Linked DNA regions of Mus musculus: regions 1 and 2 are each linked to region 3. A link is a contact called in public HiCAR-type and promoter capture Hi-C data. All regions are on one chromosome and are shown on one strand. The core of a region is the stretch at or near the end of the contact, and the rest is flanking DNA. Distances in the headings are between cores, read along the strand shown.

What was found. Promoter capture Hi-C pulls out the DNA fragments that hold promoters and counts their contacts. HiCAR-type assays count read pairs that join an accessible place to other places.
Region 1: a contact with region 3 is called in a promoter capture Hi-C map of embryonic stem cells, with 2.5 times the contacts expected there. The contact joins the promoter of B430319G15Rik here to the promoter of Zic4 in region 3.
Region 2: a contact with region 3 is called in a HiCAR-type map of astrocytes, with 2.7 times the contacts expected there. The contact joins the promoter of Ctsh here to the promoter of Zic4 in region 3. A contact is called at or near these places in 1 of 39 promoter capture datasets (hippocampal neurons) and 1 of 115 datasets of contacts at active chromatin or transcription factors (astrocytes).

The regions. Positions count from the first base shown.
Region 1 is chr9:92,541,485-92,545,934 of GRCm38.p6, forward strand. B430319G15Rik (RIKEN cDNA B430319G15 gene) reads right to left here and starts at 1,385. Exons shown (of 1, transcript NR_029474.1): 1 at 1-1,385. It overlaps Plod2 (procollagen lysine, 2-oxoglutarate 5-dioxygenase 2), which reads left to right and starts at 739. Exons shown (of 19, transcript NM_011961.3): 1 at 739-1,084. The coding sequence starts at 976.
Region 2 is chr9:90,052,965-90,057,230 of GRCm38.p6, forward strand. It overlaps Ctsh (cathepsin H), which reads left to right and starts at 1,303. Exons shown (of 12, transcript NM_007801.3): 1 at 1,303-1,670. The coding sequence starts at 1,586.
Region 3 is chr9:91,375,383-91,379,359 of GRCm38.p6, forward strand. It overlaps Zic4 (zinc finger protein of the cerebellum 4), which reads left to right and starts at 2,590. Exons shown (of 3, transcript NM_001374749.1): 1 at 2,590-3,977. The coding sequence starts at 3,312.

The DNA of each region.
Region 1 (4,450 bases), core at 135-2,634, 1.2 Mb after region 3:
CAATTTGATTCTTTCTTCATTTTTAAGCATACACGGAGTGTGTGAGACAAAGTTGTCAAAACTTTCACCCCTGCACAACTCAGTTTAAATCCTGGGACTAAAAGTGTAAAAACCAGAGGACAAATGACTTTGCATAGACATACTAATCAAAACCCAAAGCAGTGGAGGTAGCTCCCAGGAGACCAGGAATGGCTCCTCTACATCTTCGGAAGTAATTTTCCATGTGCCTGGCAGGGCGATCTTGTTAAAGCACAGCCTCAGGTTGCCCAAGCTGGGCTTGGACTCCGTCGGGTTTACAAGCTTCATTACTGGAAAGAGTCTATGGCTCTCCTGGCACCAGCAGCGGCAGAGATGTTCACCGGACAATGAAAAGTTTCTGTTTACAGACTAAAATCAAAGCATGGCCTTCCTTGACACGGTGATGGCGAAGTTCAGAAGGAACAGCTGGGAGTGTGACAAGCGCCTACTCAGCCAAGCAGACTGAAGCCCTCGCAGTCACCACTCACCTCCGGGAGCGCCGGGTTCAGTAGAGAAAGAAGGTCTAGCCAGGGCGTGCCGAGGAAGCTTCTGGAACCCCGGGAGAGCAGAGGGGCGCACGTTCCACAAGCAAGCTCCCTGGAGCCCCGGCGTGAGGCGGTGCACGTAGGCGTAGGCGACTCGGAGGGTGGGGGTGCAGCCGGGATAGCCCGGGACGCGGGGTCCCGGAGCAGCGCCCCGCCCCCGGCCCTGGCCCCGCCCTCCTTGGCTGCTCTTAAGCCCGCGCCGCGGGCGCCTCCGGTTCCGTCGTCCGCTCCTTGCGCTCGGACTCCGCCGAAGTCCGCTCAATCCTCTCCGTGCTCTTCGGTACCCACGCAGTCCTCCCAGTCCGCCCTCCGCTCCAGCCCCGGGCTCACGTCTGGTCCTGCGCTCTTCGGGGTCTCAGCGTCTCGCGAGAAGTCCTCGCCACAGGCCTTCGGCTCCCGGGTTCAGGGGCGGATGGGGGACCGCGGAGCGAGGCCGGGGCGGCTGATGCCCATGCTCGCCCTGCTCTCCTGGGCGGCCGGCCTGGGCGTGGCGGAGGAGACGCCCGGGCGCATCCCTGCAGGTGAGCTCTGCTTGCTGGTTTCCACCGGCGGTCTAGAGAGAACTGGGCATGTTTCCTCTTTGCTTGCTCCATCCCTGCGGGACCTAGCCGCGGGGCTCCCTGCTTTGAGATTGGCAGGGACCTCCTTTCCTGCGCCCCGGGAAGCAGCTTGCCATCCTGCCTCTGTCTACACGCAGCGCTCGGGACCCGGCTACGATCGGACCCAGTGTGCTCCCACCCACTCCTCCTTCCGTTACACTTTGGGGCGTCCCTGAGCCCTGGCCCTGGCCGGTGTTCGGAAGCTGAGCTAAAGCTAGTAGTTGGAGGCAAGTTCGTGTGAACAAAACTTTCTGGGTTCAGCCAGAGGAGAGCCCCGCCGCCTATTTGTCTCAACGGGACTTGCAGCGCTGCTGTATCGCGCAGGGGAGTTCTTTGGTCCTTTCTACTTCTGGGCCCTGGGCTCAGCTCCCTGGAACTGAGCCTTGCGTTTAAATGACCCGATGCACTCTGGTGATGAGTGGGTGGATGCGCTAATTTTGCATTCTATAGTAACTAATTAGATTCTTTTCCTCTGGAAACTAAGGCGAGGAGCAAACATTTCTACCTTGGAATTCCAATTCAGAGGGTAACACTTGGCACAAGTCCAGTTGGACCCTGTAACCATCGGTTTTTGTCTTTCTCATGGCGCAATAGGTGAAACTTAAGGACTCAGAAGCACCTGGTTCTGTGGAACAGTGCTCGCTTTGTTGGCTGCAGTCACAGGGAAATCTGAACCTGTATGAGTATTCTGATTTTGAAGTAACTTTTATCTCATATCAAAGGTATTTCTTTCAGCATAGTACTAGAAAAATCACACAGATAAATGAGAATAGAGACAGAATATAAGACTTTACTCTGAAAACGGTCTTTGTTAAAACACCAAAAGCTTTTATTGATAAGTAAAAATAACCGCCAGGATTTGCTAATTTTAGAGTTTGGCTTCAGCTTCTGTCTATTTTATGCCACCTCGATGCGACTTCTCACTTGTTTACAGAGTATATCCATGCCAGGCTGCTACCTTTAAATTTGAGGTTAAAAACAAACAAACAAACAAAACAAAACAAAACAAAAAACCCAAACAAACAAAAAAAACAACAAAAACTTCCCTGTGCAAGCTTTTACATTTCATGGAATTGGATGTTAAATTTTAAGGGATTGTAATATCTAAGGCAGGGGATTTGAGATACGAATGTTTTTCATATAAAGCCTATGGTTAATATCTGAGACATGGTTTCTGTGGTGGTAGGTGGGCCCAGAGTTCAGTTATGAGCTAAATGTTGGAAATGTTTCTGCATTAATGGAGCCAAGTGAGGAGTAGCCATTCTGGTTACACACACAGATAGATGGTTTCACATGTTCTGTGGTAAGCTAATAGATGCAAAAGATGCATTGTTTGGTTATTTGGTCAGATTTATTATCAGCTGTGGTAAGTTTTATCCCTGAAGTAGTATAACTGGAAATTACTACATGGATATTACTACATAAATAATCTTTCAGGTCTAAGTTGTCTAGATGAGTGGGCTTTCAAGAGTGCAGATCACCTGTGACAACCCCCCCCCCCCCCATTATTTGTCAATGTGTTCCAGCTGGTCAGTAAAAAGAATATTCAGAGCTGGGGAGATGGCTCAGTTAGTAAAGTACTTGTACCAAAAGTGTGAGGACCTGAGTTCTGGATCCCCAGGGTCTACTTAATAGCTAGGCCTGGTGGCCTGTGCTTATAACCCCATTGAGGATGAAATAGACTGTAGGCAGATCCCTGGAGCTGACTGGCTACCTAGTGTAGCCTGCTTGGCAAAGCTTGCTTGGCTAATGAGATCCTGTGTCAAAAAGAGGTGGTGGCTGGTACCCGAGGGATGACTCCTGAGACTGTCTTCATGCCTTCACATGCAACCCCCCCCCCACCAGTGTGTGCTCACTCTCCCACATAAAAGGAATGGGCCCTCTTGATAATTTGAGCCATACCCCCTTTGTAGGAATTGCAAGTCTAGCTTTTTCCTTGACCTCTACCTACTAGATGGCAGTGGCGCCCAGCTATGAAAGAGGGAACAAAAGAAGGCTTCAGCAAAAGGCCAGCCTCTTGAGAGGCAGATGATCCAGGCTTGAGAATCACTGCACAAGATAAATAGGTGTCCTAGAGGCAATGTGACATTACAATGCTATCAGCGGGATTATAGGTCCTACTCTGCCCTTCCATTTAGTTTTGAGAGTTTTCTGGAACTTCTGGGCTCACGTGAGCCTCCTACTTCAGCTTCCTGAGTAGTTGGGATGGCAGGTTTTAGTTGTTTAAAAGCCATTTTTCTTCTAGCAGTTTTCCATTGTGACGGTGAGTGTGCTTCTGGAATAAATTTCCTGGCTTTGGCTGTGAGTTCAACACTTGGGAAAGTCCTGCTTGTTACAGCAACTGAAAGGTCTGCTGTGTGCTGCCCTGGATGTCTTTTGGCAGCCCTAGTAGTCCAGGCTCAGAGAGACTATCGAAAAGATTTCGGTTAAAATCATTTGTCCCCATTTGTCCTCGCAGCATTTATCAAACTTTTCTTTCCTGGAGCTTTTCCCAGGCAGAGGTCGTCAGTCAGGTTCTAACGTTGATGCTTCTTTCTGTACTCCATGCCTTCTAGATGAGAGAAGTGGGAGAGGGCTTTCCTGCCAAGTCTTTGCAGTCCGGATGCTAGTCCTGGATCCAAACTAGTGAGTGCTTTTAGAGGTATCTTGACTATTTTATGGACTCCATTGGGCCAAACCCAAGTCTGGAGCAAAATTGAAAGAGATGGTTTCAGACATTTCTGTTAAGACCAGCATTTTTCAATGATGTTCATTTATAAGCTCTTTAATTTGCTATGCTGCGTTCGAGGAAGGAAGAGAAGGCTTGTCCCCTATCTGCTGATGCAAACCAGCAATTTACAGGGCGGAGAGGGAGACAGTGAGTCCCCAGAGAGGCTGTGGGAAGGGAAGGCGGGAAGCACCATCTCGGGACTCTGCCTTTCCTGCTCTTCTCCCCAGTCTGAGACCTGGGAGAGCCCGCACTTGCTCTCTTCTGTGTTTGCTTTCCTTTCTTTTATAATACGGCCAGTTTCTGCAGCTCAAACCTGTTTTGCTTTGTGCTTATAATTTAATGACTTAGACTTTGTGAAGCAGAGTTTCACAGTCTTCAGAATGCACACCTGGCCCATTTACCACAAAAAAGATTCACCGTTTATTTTGTAAAGCTTAAGGTCTCTTTTAAGAATTAGGAAAAGCAGCATGCAGCCATTGAGGTTAGTAGGTGCGCTTCTTCCAGGCCTTCAGCTAACTTGTCTCCGTGTTCTTTCTCACTCGGGGACCCTTGCTACCAAGATTTAAGCGTGCCCTGTC
Region 2 (4,266 bases), core at 53-2,552, 1.3 Mb before region 3:
TTACACTTCCATACTGCTATTCATCACCAAGGAAGTCAGGACTGGAACTCAAGCAGGTCAGGAAGCAGGAGCTGATGCAGAGGCCATGGAGGGATGTTCCTTACTGGCTTGCTTCCCCTGGCTTGCTCAGCCTGCTCTCTTATAGAACCAAGACTACCAGCCCAGAGATGGTTCCACCCACAAGGGGCCTTTCCCCCTTGATCACTAATTGAGAAAATGCCTTACAGCTGGATCTCATGGAGGCATTTCCTCAATTGAAGCTTCTTTCTCTGTGATAACTCCAGCTGTGTCAAGTTGACACACAAAACCAGCCAGTACACACATCAAGTCAGATATCCTAAAATGGGAGCCCTTTGCACACTATCTGTCCTTGGAGCCATACTCCAGGCCTGTCAGAACCGATCAGTGTAGATTCAGTGTCCACATGTCCAGAGTATCTGAAAGACGTGCCTTTGTGTGGTGGCTTTTGGTTCGGTTTGTCTATTTGGCTATTTGGGGGGGGTGGGGGGGAGTGTGTGTGTGTGTTTATAGGAGTACTAGGCATTGAACTTATTCAAGGCTTATATGAGAGCCTTGTGCATGATGGACCATGCTCGCTGAGTTACATCCGTAGCCTCAGGGCTTCTTAAATAGAATTCTGAAAACTGGTCAAAGCCACTAGACCAGTAGTTTCAACCTCATTTTATGGTGATCCCCAAACCATTAGATTATTTTTGTTGCTATGTCATAACTGTACATTTGATACTATTATAAATTATAATATAAATATCTGTGTTTTTCGATGGTCTTAGGTGGCCCCTTTTAAAGGGTCATTTGACCCCCAGGTAGAGAACCACCTTACTATACTTAATTCTAAAAGACTTCTGGAATCTCTTCCCCCGGCACTAGAAAGACAGAATCTGACCAAAGAATCTCAGGAGAGGAAGGTCATTCTGCCTTCATCAAAATGCCATGGGCTGCCAGGAGAAACTTGTAAAGGAGGCTGAAACAGGAGGGTTACAAGTTCAAAGACAGCCTGGGCTATATGGGGACTGTAAGAAGAAAAAAAGAGCCAGGTGTGGTGGCGCACACCTTTAATCCCAGCACTTGGGAGGCAGAGGCAGGTGGATTTCTGAGTTCAAGGCCAGCCTGGTCTACAAAGTGAGTACAGAGAAACCCTGTCTCAAAAAACCAAAACAGAAGAAGAAGGAAGAAGAAGGAGGAAGGAGGAGGAAGCAACGCAAATGCCTGGAAGCAACCCAAATGCCTGTTGGGGGTGAGCAGTCCAGACAGCCCTCTGGTTAAGTCATTTCAAGCTATAGGGAAGGCCAGGGAGCTATGGTTCAAGAAACCTTCACGGAGACGGAGTTACCAGAGATGGGGACAGACAGGAAACTGGGGATTAGGCTGCGCTTCCTCCCACTTGGCAGGGACTAGCCTTCAGGGTCAGACCCTGAGAACCCTTCTTCCCAAGAGCAGGAGTGTAATGGCCACAGGGGGCAGGAGAGGAACCATCATCACCTAGGCGGAGGCCAGAGTCGCCCCACCTCCTTTCCACAGGCTGGGCTCAGAGGGCACTCGGTGGGACCGGGCAGTGAGCGCCGAGATGTGGGCTGCGCTGCCGCTGCTGTGCGCTGGGGCCTGGCTGCTGAGTACTGGGGCCACCGCCGAGCTGACCGTGAACGCCATAGGTAGGAGGGAGAAAGTGGGGCGCAGGGCTCCGAGGGCACCGGAGGGAGAACAGGGACGGGCTAGTCTCGGGGGACACGCGTCTTGCGTGATCCGAGGAACAGGCTGGCAGGTACCTAGAGTCCTTTTGGCTCAGATCTAGATACAGAAGCCTTCAGCCCCTTCTGCCGGACAGCTAAGGGCACAAAACTTTCCTGTCCCACCACGGGAGGGAGCGGGACATCCCAGCCTGTACTTTCCGTGGACTTGGCCTCCCCGGGGATCGCCCTGCCTGGGTTATTAGTCCGACTGTGCCGTGCTGGGGTGACTCCCTGCCCTGCGGAACATGGGGCACCCACAGAAGTTTTAACCCTAGCGTCTGTGGTGTGCCTGGAAAAAGCTGGCTCGGGAAAGTCGCCTCAACTCTTGGCAAAGTGCAACCGCAGGAGACTAACCAGTAAATATTTTACTGTGTACAACGTTGGTCTCTGTAGCAACTCCTAAAGGCTACAAACGAACCTTTGGAACCTGTGGAACGAACGCAGCTACGGGTAGCTGGTTCTAATAGATGTTTATTTATGGACAGTGAAAACAGAAGTTAAAGCGCGCCAGCCATTTTTAAGTGTAAAGAGCCGGTCAATCAAAGCCCCTGGCTGAGAGTAGATGGTGGTCTGGGATTTCCTAGCCCTGCTGATGGTCCTTCCGCAGGACACACAAAACTTCCTTTAAAAAAAAAAAAAAAGATTTTATTAGCATATATTAATTGTACTTAATAATAAGTTTCATTATTACATTTTCATGAGTGTTTATAATATATCCTGATATATTTCAGCCTTCATTACCCTCTATTGTTCCCCCTCCCATTTCTACTTTCTCTTACCAGCTTGTCTTTCTTTCTTTTTGGTTTTGTAACTCACTGGAACTAGGGCTTTCAGAGAGAGAGATAAATGCCACGTAGCAAATTCATATTGCTGTGCTGACTTGGGTCTCTGGGGATCTCCCGGGCAGTGTGAAGACATCCCAAACGATCCGGACTCAGACTGTATCAGCGAAATCAGTCTAGAAACTTAGTCTCTCTCTCATTTTCTCTCTCTCTCTCTCTCTCTCTCTCTCTCTCTCTTTCTCTCTCTCTCTTCTCTCCTCTTTTTCTCTTTCTCTCTCTTTCTCTCTCTCCCCCTCCCCATCCCCTTTTCTCCTCATTCCTCCCTCCCTCGTATCTTTCTGTGACCCTCTGGGCTTTATTAGGGTTATCAAAAACATGGTCACCTTACCTTACCAGCCACTACACCACTGAAGAAAATGTATCTTTCCTTCCGCGGCCAATCCCCCACCCCCACAACTATTAACTAACCTATAAATCCTCAGGCAGAGATGGGACCCTGAGAGCCCCTCCAGCCTTTTTGGGTTTCTGTTTTTAATTCATTTACTAGCCAAGGATGACCTTGAACTCCTGATCTTCTTGTCTATCCTCCAACTACTGAGATTCCAGGCATGTGTCAAGCCCTATGTAAAAACATTCATTTTAAAGAGATAGCTCAGTCTGTAAAGCCCTTAGTATAAAGGTCTGAGAGCCAGAGTCATCCCCCAAACTGTGTAAAAGCTGGTCAGACATAGCAGCTACCTGTAATCACTGTATTCAGGAGGCAACAATGGAAGGGTTTTGGGGTAAACAAGCTACCTAGACTACCTAGAATCGGTGAGCTCTGGGTTCAATTAAAGACCCCTTCCTCAGTAAAGTGGAGTGCAAGAAAGGAAAACTTGGGACATCTCTGTGAGTATACAGTGCACCATACACTGTGCGCGCGCACACACACACACACACACACACACACACACACACACTGTGCACACACATGTAAAAAAATAAATTGATGAAATGAATTTCATTTAAATCAGAGTAAACTTGGGATGGGTCTGAGGTCCTCTGTGCTTTCATCCACCAACACTGAAGAATTCTGTGGCTTTCTTCCTCTTGTTGGTTTGGAAACCACCACCACCACCACCACCTGCAAGAGGCACAAGTTAGCTATAAATCCTGCCTGCTGAGAAACCTGGTCCTCAGCTGAGATTTGTCTTCTCTGAAGGCCTCAGCCACACAGCAGGCCCTTAACCTGGGTTTGGAATCCCCTGCACCCCCCTCAGACCTTGTCTTAAGGAAATATGCTCCTCTCCCTGCCCCTCCCCCTTATGGTCCTGACTTAGTTTCTGGAGCAAGTCTGGAGCTTTTAGATAGAGATGTAGCTGTCACATAGCAATGACCTTCATATTGCTGCGTTGGCACAGACCCCTAGGAATCCCCTGGGCCAACATGGAACCATCCCAAATGATCTGGACGCAGATGGTGCCAGTGAAACCAGACTAGACCCTTTACTTCCAAACTAGCCATCTGACCAGATTACAGATGCCTGCAATTCAGCACTCAAAGGGCTAAAGCATAAAGATTGTGAATTCAAGGCTAGCCTGGGCTAGTTAGCCAGATGCTGTTCTAAACACACATTCAGAAGATACATTTCCACCCAAGTTTTACTTCTGTAGGTTTAACAATGACTTTTCATAGAGTAAAATGTATTTGGGGAAAAAAATCAAGGTCTTCATAATAATTTTGACTATTGCTTAATC
Region 3 (3,977 bases), core at 1,340-3,839:
ATATATTAAGAATCTATGTTGATTCAAATCAAATAATTAACCAGAGTTAAAATGGACCCCGAATTTGACACATCCTGAACAATTAATTGTATACCCTCTAGGTTTAGGTGAGAGAAAAGGAATTTTAGTTCCCGGGCTGTGTTATGGCATAAGTGCACCTGCACTCAGGTTTACTATCTCAGTCGGATGGATAGAAATACCTGGGCAGGAAGGGACACACCTCTGTTTTCAGCTTCTATGTTGTGTTTCAAGCCCTTTGGAGGCTCAGCTCAGACCCAACTGAATACATACTTTATTTTTTCTCAGAGGTCAGACTTAAACCTCACTGAAATTTGGTAACTGTCTAGCGGTAAAGGGGGAAAGGAAAACAAACCAAGGGACCAGATAGAAGCACCTCTCATTAAAGGGCTACCTATGGGAAGTAAATGAATCTTTCAGAGTGAGAGGTAAATTCTCAGAGTCTAGATTTTAAAATGTCAGGAAAGGTCTTGGCTTAGGAAACAGAAGTCGATTGTCTCTCCCTCTCCTTAGTGTGTGTGTCTCTCTCTCTCTCTCTCTCTGTGTGTGTGTGTGTGTGTGTGTGTGTGTGTGTGTGTGTGTGTGGGTGTGTGCTCACAGAATCTGTTTGTAATTTCCTAAGTCTTCCCTAATGCAGAGCAGAGAGATACAGACTATTCAAAGCTAGAGAAATTATTGGGGAAGTTAATCCCTTGCTAAATCCCTTGCCCCAAGCAGGGATGAATGACGAATGTACCAAGCTTTAGAAAATAAGTCAATTATTAAAAAATATTTTAAAGCCTTGTTTAAGGGGCAGGAGTGTAGCTCCCTTGGTGGAGTCCTAGTTCCCTTTTCAGCATTACATTCACTCATATGTGCTGATGAATATCTATGAACCCAGCACTTGGAGAGTGCAGGTAGGAAAAGCAGGAATTCAAAGTCATTCAAATTCTAGACCATCCTGGGCTACATGAGACCTTGTCTCAACAACAAATTAAAACAAATGAAGGGGGGGGGCTTTATTTACTAATCATGGAACCCTCAGGGAGAGACCAGTTCAAATCAATTCTAAGTTAGTGTTCCATGTAACTTGTTCAAACTTCTCCCTTCTCTTAAAGGGCTATGTTTTTGTTTTTGTTGTTGTTGATGATGATGATGTTGTTTCTTCTCAATCTTTAGAACTCTCTTTAAAAACCCAAAGGTTTCTGGGTCTTGTCCACATGTTCTTTGTCAACAGAGGATCCAAGAACTTTCTTTGGCATTTTTGAGCACAAGGACAGAGTCAGGGCCCTGAGCTCAGGAAGCAGTTGATCCTAGGACAGACAAGGTCAGTCATTCCTGAGCCAAAATTGAAATCTTCAATTGGTTTTCGTCAGTCAGCTATAATGGTAGTTCTAGACTGAAGGCCATGGATGTGCCAACTGTGCCATCCACTCTGTAGAGTCCTAAAGTGAGCAAGGACTAAGGTCAAAGTTTCTGCAACAAGTAGCCACAGACTGGAAGCTATCACAGTTGTCACTGGTGGAACCTTCATCTGGTACCACTGCACAGAATTCAGGACCCCCAGACTAGTCCCCTGGCCCATGGACTGGAAGGAAAGGATCTGTTCCTTCTATTTGTGTATTTGTGTGCCTTGAGCCGTTTATTTATTTATTTAGCCAGAATACCCGCGGGTAGATAAATGTGAGCTATGATGAAAAGAGACCTTTCAGGGAGCCTGAAGTGAGTTTGGAACAGTCCCTCCTCATGACCTCTTCTGGTCCAGTCTCTCTAGTCAGGGTGGGATTCTACTTCTAGGACTGCCAGTCACCGAGAGGAGGGAGAGGCAAGGCTAATTGGCAGGAGTAGAGAAGAAGAGGAAAGGTGAGTGAATAAAGGAGCAGAAACAGGACCAAGGTGCGGCAGACATGCAGGGTAGGCTTAGGGGAAATGAGAGCAAAGAAGAAGAAGAAAGAAAGACAAGGGGGGGAAGGAACTTCAGAAAAAGAAAGAATTAAATTGGGTCCTAAGCTCGCTACCGGAGGAGTTTCTCTGCTCCAGGCAGTCTGCAGTCTACTTTTCTGCCTTGATTTGGACCCTGTGCTTTAAGCTCAAAGACAAACTTTCCTAATTCTTGGAGGCACCTGAGTATTCAACTGTTCATAGGACTCTGCTCAACTTCTCCCGGAGTCGTCATAGGTATAAGCATAACCTAACACCGCTCGCTCACCTCCAGGAAGATGGAGGCAAAGCTCAGCACTCTGGAAGGAGGAGGGTGGTGGGGAGTTACAGGGAAGAAAAGAATCCGTGCCTGGGTCAGAGCGCATGAGCAACAGAAGCGTGAAATGCTATTGGGATTGGGGGAGGGAGCGAAGGAGGGAGAGGAAAGGAGGAGGAAGAGGAAGAGGAAGAGGGAGAGAGGGAGAGGGAAGTAGGGGGGAGAGAGAGAGAGAGGGAGAGAGAGAGAGAGAGAGAGAGAGAGAGAGAGAGAGAGAGAGAGAGAGAGAGAGAGAGAGATCTTGTCATCACTGACGTCGGTCCGGACCACCGGCCAATAGGCGACACAGGCAATTGTTCTCACGGTGGCCCGGGGCCGCGGCCCCGAATCTATTCATTTCCTTAAGCGTTCAGCCGCCGCCTCTGTAGTGCCCGGGGTTTCACACGGACATTAAAGACTGAGAAAACAGAAAGGAGGAGGGGGCAAACCCCAAACTTAAAAAACAAACAAACAAACAATCTCCGCCACTTTGCATAAGTTTCTCTCTCTCTCTCTCTCTCTCTCTCTCTCTCTCTCTCTCTCTCTCTCTCTCTCTGTCTCCTCTCTCTCTCCTCTCTCTCTCTTCCCTTTTCGTCTTTATCGGTTGTCCTTTCTTTGCACTATCACACTGCAGTAGCATTGGTGGCTGCCAGACCGAGGTGCAGCAGGCGGTCCTTTCCGGGCCCAGTGGGACATTGAAATTATTATATACACGTCTAGGACGCTTTAAAATCACTACCTCTTCCAACTTCACCACCTCCGAAATGACCCCTCCTATCATCTCCATCTTTGGCTTGGGAGCACCCCTTGGTGTTGGTGGACAAAGTAATCTGGAGATAAGGGTCTTACACCTCTGCAGCAGAGGCCGTGCCCCCAGGCACCCACAGACTCAGCCCTGCTGCCTTTCCCACCTACCCCATTATCGCTACCCCTTTCCAGCGCATGGCGCGGCAGGGGATTCGGCAGAACTGCAGCCCAGCCGGACGAAGGCGGAGGCTTTTTGACTTTGCTTGGTCTGCCAGCTTCACTGCTGGCACCGACCGGCTCAAGATCCCAGCACCGACTGCCAGAAACCTAGATGCGGCTGGGCAGAGTGTGTCCCCGGGGTCCGGGGAAAGTGCGAAGCCCACGCCACCGCTTCTCATGCACGTTATTTGTCTCGACAACAGGTAGCAGCTGTGGACACCATGGGCCCCAGCTCGCCGCTTCTTCGAACCCCTCCGTGCTTCCGGGCCTTCACGAGCAGCCTCCTCAGGCCTCCCACAGCCGTCCTTTGAACGGACTCCTGCGTCTGGGGATCCCTGGAGACATGTATGCGAGGTCGGAACCTTTTGCACCAGGGCCTATGGCCCGCAGCGACACTCTGGCAACAGCCACAGCCCTGCACGGTTATGGCGGCATGAACCTGACCATGAACCTCACCGCACCCCATGGCCCTGGAGCCTTTTTCCGCTATATGCGCCAGCCCATCAAACAGGAGCTCATCTGCAAGTGGCTAGGGGATGACAGCCCGATGTCCCCGCGTCCCTGCTCCAAAACTTTCAGCACCATGCACGAGCTGGTCACGCACGTCACTGTGGAGCACGTCGGTGGCCCAGAGCAGGCTAACCACATTTGCTTCTGGGAGGAGTGTCCGCGACAGGGCAAGCCCTTCAAAGCCAAATACAAACTTGTAAATCACATCCGCGTGCACACGGGCGAGAAGCCCTTCCCTTGTCCTTTCCCAGGGTGTGGGAAGGTCTTT